Linked DNA regions of Mus musculus: region 2 is linked to region 1. A link is a contact called in public HiChIP or PLAC-seq data. All regions are on one chromosome and are shown on one strand. Each heading gives the region's core, a stretch centred on a gene start, on an enhancer-like site or on the middle of the called end of the contact. The rest is flanking DNA. Distances are from core to core; before and after follow the strand shown. Region 1 holds the start of Fahd2a (fumarylacetoacetate hydrolase domain containing 2A). Region 2 has its middle 23 kb from the start of Itpripl1.

Region 1 (5,078 bases), core at 1,139-3,638:
TGTCAGGAATTATCAAGATCAAGTTTAGTTAAACCCACTCTAACTTTGGGTGATGCCATGCTGTGGCCTAAGGCCCTGGGCTGCAGAAAAACAAAGAAAGATGAGCACCAGCATTCATCTCTTCGCTTCTTGATTGCTACCATGGTATAGCCAGCTTTCTCTGGTGTCTGTCACCACTCTTCCCTGCATGGTGATCTATTTGGATCAAATTGTGATCCAAAATGTCCCTCTTCTTCCTTAAGTTTTATGCCAGCTGTTTTGTTACAGCAGCAAGAAAAGTATGTGGGGAATTCAAGGAGCCAGCCCCTCCTATTCTCTCTCTACAAGTTTTTATAATTTTTATGTGTATGAGTGTTTTGTCTGCATGCATGTCTGTTTACTACATGCATGCTCAGTACCTATATGGGCCAGAGAGGGTGTCAGATATCTCAGAACTAGAGTTACAGCTCGTTGTGAGGCACCATGTAGGTCCTGAAACTCAAACCAGGTCTTCTGAAAGAGCAGCAGGTGCTCTCAACCACTGAGCCATCTCTCCAGCCCACCTCCTCTCTTTCTGCCAGCCGTCCATGCCACCATCAACAGTACACATGAATGTCCTGGCTGAACTCTCAAGACAATCAACAACACTGAAGAAAGAAGCAGATGTCAGTCCCTTATTGGCATGCTCTGAAGTTATTGTCCAGTTTCTAACTGTGAGGATGAAGCCTGATTTTACCTGAGAATTTGTAATCGTTGATATCAGAGCTAGGAAGAATGTTGTCAACCCCACAAGCAGGCTAAGCAACCATGGAGTGATGAGTCCCAGGTTTGATGTGCAGCTCCAAGACCTAGAGCATAGCAAAATCGCCTGCTCCTGTCACATCGGTTTGGTTTCATTGTGCTGTCAACCTCAGCTGACATCATGAACTATGAAGAAGAAAAACAAAATCACACAGGAAGGAAAGCCCTGGTCTTTTTCTAGGATTGAAAACATTGGTGTTAAAAGAAAAAAGAAGTCAGGTGTGGTGGTGCATGCCTTTAATCCCAGCACTCAGGAGGCAGAGGCAGGCGGATTTCTGAGTTCGAGGCCAGCCTGGTCTACAGAGTGAGTTCCAGGACAGCCAGGGCTACACAGAGAAACCCTGTCTCAAAAAACCAAAACCAAAAAAAAAAAAAAAAAAAAAAAAAAAAAAAAAAAAGCCTCACTGGGAAAAAATAAGAGGAATCTAATAAAAGCCTGTGCTTCTTCCTGGGGCAATGGAAGCCTCGGATGCTCTGTCTGGACCTTGATTCACTTAGGAGGCTCCTTCTCAGAGTCCCCTTTACATTTTCATAGGCCAGAGGACTCGGGGTGTGGTTGTAGAGGATGTTTCCACCCGAATGCCTGCTGCCTGGACTTGCCCATCACCCCACACACACCCTTTTCCCCCTAAAATAAGGTTCGTGAAGAACAGGGTGCTGCTACAAGTAGGTGAAGTTGGTGAGCCCTGACAAGCCTAAAAAGTAGACAGGCCACCATCTGTCTTCACTGTGTGCATTAAAGAAAAAATGGTGAAAAGCTGGCTACGACTTTGCCAATGTGGTCACACTGGAAAGAAAAGAGAAAAGACAAGAAAGGAAAGGGGAAAAGGTTCAGTGACTCCCCAAAGTCCATCTTTGGAGTCCCGACATGAGGTTCAGATTCTCAAATAGAAAGCAAGTGGTGTACATAACTAAGCAGTCTTGGTCAAGGTGTGGTCTTGCCGGTTATTGATCCACCATTATCTCAGTTCCAGTCTATCCCACAAGATAGTCTGACCAGTTGCCAAATCTGTGATATAGCTTACTGGGTGACAAAACTCCTCCTCTAGCTGGCACACACAAGCTTCAGTCTTTTCTTTCCCCCAGCACACAAGATTCATGGGGGAAAGCCCAGTAGCTGAAGGAAGGACACAAGTGTCTTTTGCCTTCAGAATCGCTTCATACCTGCCAAGACAACTAAATAAGTGGTTGGACGAGCCCTTACTGGCTCAGGAGCCATCATGGGCAAAATCACTCCTAGCCTTTATGTTTTCTCCACGAATACAACACATATAGACATCCCTGTCCTTGGTGGGTCAACATTAGAGCACAAAACTACTTGTTACTGTCTACCAGAGTGCTTCCTGGACAACTATGAGTAGGTGCCTGGCCCAGAAGCAGCGCCTGGCCAGAATTAGAAGCTCAAAGGTCGGATGCGCTCTCTCCGAGCCTGGGTATCCCAGGGTCACCCTGGAGCCAGCCACGGTCTCCCCAAATGCACACACTAGGCACCTGCTGGAAGTTCTGTGGCTAAAAGAAGTACCTAACAGCAGGAGGGCGGACTTCCGGGAGGAAGCAGGTGTCCTCCTGGTGGCGACAGCTTCGTGACGTCACCATATCGCGACTGCGAAGGGGCGGTCCCTATATTCCTTGGAGAAGAGTTAAGTGCTTGCAGCGGTACTGGCTGTGGCTTCTCCGCCCTCCCCTCTTGTCCTGCGGCTCCGCAGGCGTCCGCTGACAGCGCAGGAAGCCGGACAAGTCCGGCTGCAACGACCAGGTAAACTGAGGCTAGGCCAACTCAGAGGGAGTTGAACCGGACGTTGGGAGCCGAGTGGCTGACCTCGGTTCCCAGATCAGCAGGGTCACACGCACGGCGCAGCGCCTCAAGCTGCCCATTGCTGTGCTGTTTGCTAAGGGACCTTTGTGCTGCGAGTCATAGTGATTCGAGAGAATGAAATAACCTGTGAGCGCCCGTCACAGATTCATCATCAGCGGGGCTTAGAGTTATCAGAGAGCAGGTGTTCTGCCTTACCTCCACGGCCATGACCATGGGCTGGTAGCAGTTAGGACCTGAGAGGAGTAGGCAGGATTGAAACTAGATTATCTTGCTTGAGAAGTATCTTGCTTTTGAATTAAGAACTTCAATGTCATCTAGACATGGATTCAAATGCCAATTTTCTTTTAGCTGTAAGACCCTTGAACCTTAGGCAAACCAAACCCCTCTTACCCTATCCAAGCCTTGGCTTGTTCATCTGTAAAACTGGACCAGCAGCACCTGCCAAGCCACCGTCAAGAGAATTATAGTAGACCTCACAAGTGAGACACTTGGCTTTCCCTGGGACAGTACTGTTTTAGTGTATGGTGTGACTGGTCACATATGCTGGACCAGCCTTTGGACTGTGGCATGGCGGTACTTGTGTAAAACGACAGAGCAGGAGATGGAAAGCCTTTGGTTTTCTGGCCAGACTTGCAAGCTGGCACTCTGGTGATCCTGAACAGGGTAGGTTGGCTCAACCAGGTGAGGACCAAGAGCCCTGAACTGACGGAGCTACGTCTAGCAGTCTCTCTCATTTTTAGTATAAAGACGTGTGTGTGTGTGTGTGTGTGTGTGTGTGCGTGTGCGTGTGCGCGTACGCGTACTTTAGTCTTTGAGACAGAGTTTTTCATTGGCCTGAAACTCAACAATTAGGCTAGACTGGCTGGCTAGCAAGCCCCAGGAATCTACCTGTCTCCACCTATCCGGCACTGGGATTACAAGCATAGACCACTGTGTACAAACTTTTTTATGTGGGTTCTGGGGATTTAACTGATCTTCAGGCTTTCAGTGGAAACATTTTACCAGCCATGCTGTCTTCCTAGCCCCACACTGGTTTTAAAAGAAAGCTATCCAGAAGGGAGAGGACTCTGACAGGGAATGAAGACCAGACCTAGATTAAGACAAAGAAAGGGAATGAGTGAGGATATAGAGTGCAGATTATCTGGGGAATAGCTCAAGCTAGCATGTGCCTTCCAGGCCGGCACCTGTACCATTAAAAACAAAGGCAGCACGATAATGAAGCTTAACTTTGGGTGGAGCCTGGAACTCATAGCAGGCCCTGAACCTTTTCAATGGTATCCAAGAGGTCTGGATCTGAAGAAGGAAGACATGGGCCACGTCCCAAAGTTGATCATCACTAGGCTTTTCCAAGAAGTGAAAAGTCAAGTCCCTTGCACCTTCCATCTGTTCAGTGGACAGAGGCAGTGCAAGCCTGTGTTCCATACACAGCAGCAACAGTGTAGGCTCAGTAGTTAAAGAGACAGACATTGCTACTGAACCCAGGGAGATAGCTAAGCAATGTGTGAAGCCAAGTATCTGGGCTCTTGGTGCCCTGAGTCTCCCTGTTCACCAGCAGCAGAAACTGGTACCTACTAGAGGTGATGGAGGGTAGCTCCTAAGCCAAGCTGGCTGGGGTTCTAGCTTGAGCATGTGAGCAGAAGAAAGTGTTTAACTCAAAAGGCAACAGGACCAAGTATTTTTAAAAGTTGCATGAGGTAGCTGGGAAGCCATTTCTAGCAATAGCCATTTGCCTAACTTGGGGCTGAGTCCTAGTCCTGCACACCTTAGCCTTCCCCAGTGAAGGGGGACATCCTCTAAAAGCTAGAGGTAGCGGCCTGGCCATCTTCATAACATCATCTCAACATCTGAGGCCTGTGTACATCAGTCGCTCATATCTGTTACCCCACATGCAAGACGGCAGGTCCGAGTTAGCCTGCTGTGTTTCCCACTTGCCTGCAGTGGTGGGAACTTTCAGGAAACACTGGTTGAGGCAAGGCTGGGATCCCCGGAGCTAGCTTAAAGCCTGGCCTAGTCATCTGTACTCTGGCTTTTTGAAGTATGACAGGGTGAAATGACCTGTGCGAGCACTTCCCAAGTGGCATGCTGGGACTGCTTGCTGGGGCAAAGGAGCGAAGGGATCTTCATGACGGTTTATAGTCTTCTGTCTCCTGTGGCTGCTTCTTTCCTTCATGAAGGGATCTTCATGACAGTTCTATAGTCCTCTGTCTCCTGTGGCTGCTTCTCTCCTTTTAGGCTTTGATGCTGGGCTTTGGGAGGAGGAGGCTGTTCTCAGCTCTGCTGCAGGTTCAGAAGAGGCCCTGTCAACCCTCCAGAAACATGAGACTGGTACAGTTCCAGGCACCTCACCTGGAAGAGCCTCACCTGGGTCTGGAGTCAGGGGTTGGTGGGGGAGTTGTAGACTTAAATGCTTTTGACTCAACACTCCCTAAGACAATGGTGCAGTTCCTGGAGCAAGGAGAGACCACCCTTTCAGTGGCAAGAA
Region 2 (5,000 bases), core at 2,268-4,767, 280 kb after region 1:
GTCTATAGTGGTCATTCCTATTCATTGTACCACAGTAACTGTGAAAGTAAAAATAGGAGCTTAGAACCCTCCCAAGGATGCTCTTCAAGGGCAGGGGAAGAAGATCTAGTAGACATGTCAGGTTAGTTTCATTCTTATTTGTAGATGGGTAGCTCTCAGTAAAAGCTCCTTCTCTGTGTCTGTTTATTCTTTGGTGTCTCTTCATTTCTGGCCTTAAGAATGAAGTGTCCTAAGTTTTCTGGACACAGTCCTGGATTGAATATAAACTGTGAAATAAAGGATGCACTGTACAGAAAATTATCACAGTAGTTTATTTTTCTACAACTTGATCTCTTTACAGCACTGGGGTTACTGACTGAGTTTTCCGGGTTTTCTGCATCTACTTGCAGATTCACCTGAACTGATTATTGTATTAGTCACACCAAGTCTAACCGGAGATCATCCAGACTGTGTGCAGCAAGATTATCTCCAATTGGATCCTAAACTTTATTATTGAATGTATGTGCAGAACCTCTTGAAGATACCAGATAACATGGAGCAGTGTGGTAATCATGCGGACGACAGTGATAATCAGTGGAGAATAATGAGAGTTAAAGGGACATTCCCAGACACCAAATCCTCAGCACAAAGCAACCTCCTCAATCCTGTAACCCTTACAATCTATAAGGTTTTTCTTTGCTAACCCTTGGGAGTAGGAGGACTTTGTAGCTGTAGCAACTAGGATTGTGCTCCATGACTTTGAACTTTTATTGGTACTTAGTTTCTTTAGTGATCTCTATCTGTTGCAAAGAGAACTTTCCCTGGTGAGGGGATGACTCCACTTATCTGTGAGTAAAAGGACAAATGTTCATAGATTGTTGCTACAGGTTATGCTGAGTTAGTAAATTAAGGGGTTAGATTCTCCCTCGTTAACCAATTCAACTAACATTGAGTAGTTTACTGGGTTTCCAATACTAGGAAAGGTCTTCCTCCTGTTGAGGGGGGTCTTAATTCCAATTAGAGAGTTGTGAATTACAGCCAATGTATGCGCACTACTACTTCACTGTGATGATTACAATGCTATGTTGGTGGCTGTCATGTTTCATAGATGTCACAAAAGGGTAGGGACTGTTGTTTTTCTCCCTACTTTGGAAGTTTGCATGCAAATTCTGATACCCTGGAAGCTAGAACTCAGACACTATTTGCCCAAGAATTAAGGCCAAAGTTGACAACGAGGAAGTCATGAAACTAAGAAGCTTCTGCAGAGCTGAAGAAATGATCAACAGAGTGAATAGGAAGTCCACTAAATGGAAGGGAAGCACTCCTAGCTATGCATCTAACACACACACACACACACACACACACACACACACACACACACATATATATATCAACAAGCCAAAGTGGAAATAAATAAATAAATAAATAAATAAATAAATAAATAAATAAATAAAGGACCCGTTCAAAATGGGCCTTGGAATAGAGCGTTCTCAAAAAAAAAAAAAAAAAAAAAAAAAAAACACTTTATAAGGAATTGTCTGGAATGAACTACAGTCTAGAAATGGAGGGCACACCTCTGACCCAGAGGCAGGATGCAACAAGTTCAAGGGGCAACACACATCCTTAATCCGAATCCTTAGACACAGTCTTAGTCTGAGCTCCATCTCCTGCTGGGGCCTCCGTGAGAGTAGCAGAAGAAGGGAGATGTGTTCATTCTTCCTCTGCTTGCACGTACTTGACAGCACATCTGCTGGAGCCCACTTTTTCAGGATTGCACTTTATACAGAAGACCAGCTGAAACATCCAGCCTTGTGGGACTGAGCAACGACTAGAGTTTTAGGCTTTCCATTCATAGCTGGTCATTGTTGTGTTAGTCAGACTGCAACATAGAAGTCTCTCTCTCTCTTTCTCTCTCTCTCTCACACACACACACACACACACACACACACACACACACTAATACAGATCTGCTCTCTGCTCCCTCTTTGTGGGGAATTTAGTCTTTGCTTAAATCTCCACACTATCATATAACACACAACTAGCAGCTTTTTCTTCTCTTTTATTTTTCTTAGAAAGAACTCAAGATGTTTGCTCATCTATGTGCTTTCTGATTCTCTTATATATATATATATTTTATTATTATGTATTTTCCTCAATTACATTTCCAATGCTATCCCAAAAGTCCCCCACTTCCCTACCCACCCATTCCCATTTTTTTGGCCCTGGCATTCCCCTGTACTGGGGCATATGAAGTTTGTGTGTCCAATGGGCCTCTCTTTCCAGTGATGGCCGACTAGGCCATCTTTTGATACATATGCAGCTAGAGTCAAGAACTCCGGGGTACTGGTTAGTTCATAATGTTGTTGCACCTACAGGGTTGCAGATCTCTTTAGCTCCTTGGATACGTTCTCTAGCTCCTCCATTGGGGGGCCCTATGTTCCGTCCAATAGCTGACTGTGAGCATCCACTTATGTGTTTGCTAGGCCCCGGCCTAGTCTCACAAGAGACAGCTATATCAGGGTCCTTTCAGCCAACACTTGCTAGTGTATGCAATGGTGTCATCGTTTGGAGGCTAATTATGGGATGGATCCCTGGATATGGCAGTCTCTAGATGGTCCATCTTTTTGTCTCAGCTCCAAACTTTGTCTCTGTAACTCCTTCCATGGGTGATTGTTTCCAACTCTAAGAAGGGGCAAAGTGTCCACACTTTGGTCTTCGTTCTTCTTGAGTTTCATGTGTTTTGCAAATTGTATCTTATATCTCGGGTATCCTAAGTTTCTGGGCTAATATCCACTTATCAGTGAGTACATATCATTTGAGTTATTTTGTGATTGTGTTACCTCACTCTGATTCTCTTTAAGATCTGAGCTGCCTGCTGTAAATTTCATTTAAAAGTGGCAACAGAGCAATTTTCAGGACAAGCCTGACATCTAGTGGTTGATGTTGTTAAGTTAAAATACAGATCTTTCACCACAGATAGGAAGAAACAGGTTATTTGAAGCTAAAAGTGAGTGACCATGCCAGTGAATGTAGATTCAGCCTTCTCCAAAAAGCTAAGGTTCCCCCATTAGTATATAACATTCATGGTCACAGAAAAAAATATTTCAGAGTCAATGCAAGCATCAGATATAGTAGAGAGACTCTACTATAGATTTTATTTGCTGTCTTACAGCCAGCAGGGCTTAGGGTTAGAGGGAGTTTGTGGCTTCCTCCAAACACTGTAAATGTTTGGCCTGAAGGCCACAAGGATGCATGGGTACATAAAGACTAGACTAATAGATGGAAATGACTCATGATGACCAAAGACAGTATTTGCTTCAACAATAAAACTCCACTTCTCAGAATCATCAAGTTCCAATCAGTCACTCAGTACTTAAAACCTTCAAAACAGATTTGACATTTCCAGAAAACCTAGTTTCACAACTGAAAAGGAAGCCATATTCAAAACCCAGAGCCACAGCAGGCATTCAAATAGAGACAGCACGATAAGAAAGGAGTTAACATTCATGCAAGAGAACACAGTGACCTCAGCATATCCCAGGGGATTCTGTCTTTCGACATTTTTGTCACTTCCTCTTCATCACAATGCAGAATATCTGACCCTGCTTATGTTTTGTCATTTAAAAGGCCTCAAAAAGTTACATATTATTCTCGAATCTTTTTACTAAAAGTAAATGCAGTGTGTACGTGTAGAAAATCTGGGCTTGGCCAGGAGATCATCACAAATGAAAGCTGTCTCAACTGAAGCCGTCCTATGAAAATGGGAGGAGCAATTATATCCCTAATGCTTCCAAACGCCCCTGCTAAAGACTGTCACTTCCAGCTTTCCCTAATGAGTACAAGGCCTGCTTAGAGTTTTCAGTCCTTTCTCATTCTATTTCTTTGCAGTAAGTACCAGCCCCTGCTCTGTGAAGTATTCCTATATCCCTGAACACTCTGGAATTCCTGTCACATGCTCTGAAGCCTCTAGACCTGGTCCTACCACATGGCTTACTTGCTGGACTCCACAGCAGAAGACTTTCTCCCAGCCTCTTCAAGCTCTTGCTGGAAACTGTTTTTCTGTCTGTCCCTCACACTTGAAGAAAGTTATGCCAGAGCTTCTTTTAATTCTGTTCCTAAATTCTTTTTGGCAGGAATTTAAAACCCCAAGAAGAGGAGCCCTAACACTCCTAGCAATGCCCTCATAGCGTGAGCCTAAATAAAGCTCTTCCTCCCTCAAAGCGCCTCTTGTCAGGGCATTTGTCTCAGAGAAATGGACAGTAACAGATAAAGAGAATCCCAATGGGACTAAGAAGTGGGAAAAAGCCACTTTGGGTTGTGCCAGCTCTGAGAAGTCACTAATACTCTGATCTCACAGGCAGCCATTGTGCGGAATGACAGACAGTATAATGAACTCTCTGGGGCTAGTTTGTGTCCTGTACAGAGAGCTGTTTGGTGGTGATCTGTAAGAGTTGGTGGTTGGATTGGATTTGGACTTTGATGGTTGTTTGGACCTCGGCATTGTCCATCAGGTACACTTCCAGATAGTGAATTCTTTCCTGCTGTTTTCTTTGCGCAAGCTCAGAGGTCTAGATTTCTGTTTATGTGACTTTATCCATTTGGGGGCTTTGTTTTTCTGTTTTGTCTTCTTGATTAATTCATTTTTCTTCTTGCCCTAACTTCTACCCATCTTTGTTTCTTCCTCGCATGTTTCCTCCCCACTCTCTCTTTTCCCTTCTCTTGCTCTCTCTCTTTCTCTTTCTTTCTTTCTTTCTTTCTTTCTTTCTTTCTTTCTTTCTTTCTTTCTTTCTAGCTTTCTTTCTACCTTTCTGTCTTATTTTCCTTCAGTTTCTTTGCTTTTTTGAAACTAACTTTCTTCTCTGTGTGGCACTGGCCATCCTGGAACTTGCTCTGTAGCCTGGGTGATGTTCAAACACATATTCAACTAATCATCCTTCTGTCTGTGCCCTGTAGGAAAGTTCATTCTGGTCTGCAGTCCAGGATATCCTTGGACCAGTTCACTGCTCTGTGTAGGACTCACA

Evidence for each region. HiChIP or PLAC-seq counts read pairs in DNA pulled down with a chosen protein or histone mark.
Region 2: a RAD21 HiChIP or PLAC-seq map of pro-B cells shows a contact between it and region 1, with 6 times the contacts expected there. The contact joins the enhancer-like site here to the promoter of Fahd2a in region 1. A contact is called at or near these places in 6 of 39 promoter capture datasets (the 3T3-L1 cell line, the C10 cell line, the HPC-7 cell line and 3 more), 2 of 15 datasets of contacts at CTCF or cohesin (pro-B cells and stem cell-derived epiblast-like cells), 35 of 484 Hi-C or Micro-C datasets (the 63-12 cell line, B cells, CD4 T cells and 17 more) and 3 of 115 datasets of contacts at active chromatin or transcription factors (embryonic stem cells, large pre-B cells and stem cell-derived neural progenitor cells).

What each region holds. Positions count from the first base shown.
Region 1 is chr2:127,441,875-127,446,952 of GRCm38.p6, reverse strand. Fahd2a (fumarylacetoacetate hydrolase domain containing 2A) reads left to right here and starts at 2,388. Exons shown (of 8, transcript NM_029629.2): 1 at 2,388-2,536; 2 at 4,829-5,078. The coding sequence starts at 4,835.
Region 2 is chr2:127,164,373-127,169,372 of GRCm38.p6, reverse strand. No RefSeq gene overlaps it. Among named protein-coding and RNA genes, the nearest start is that of Itpripl1, 23 kb to the right of the region's middle. Within about 2 kb of position 3,517, at least 17 of the 459 cell types and tissues checked have an H3K27ac peak or open chromatin away from gene starts, as enhancers often do. A contact at or near this core is called in the 63-12 cell line and pro-B cells, where this site is marked.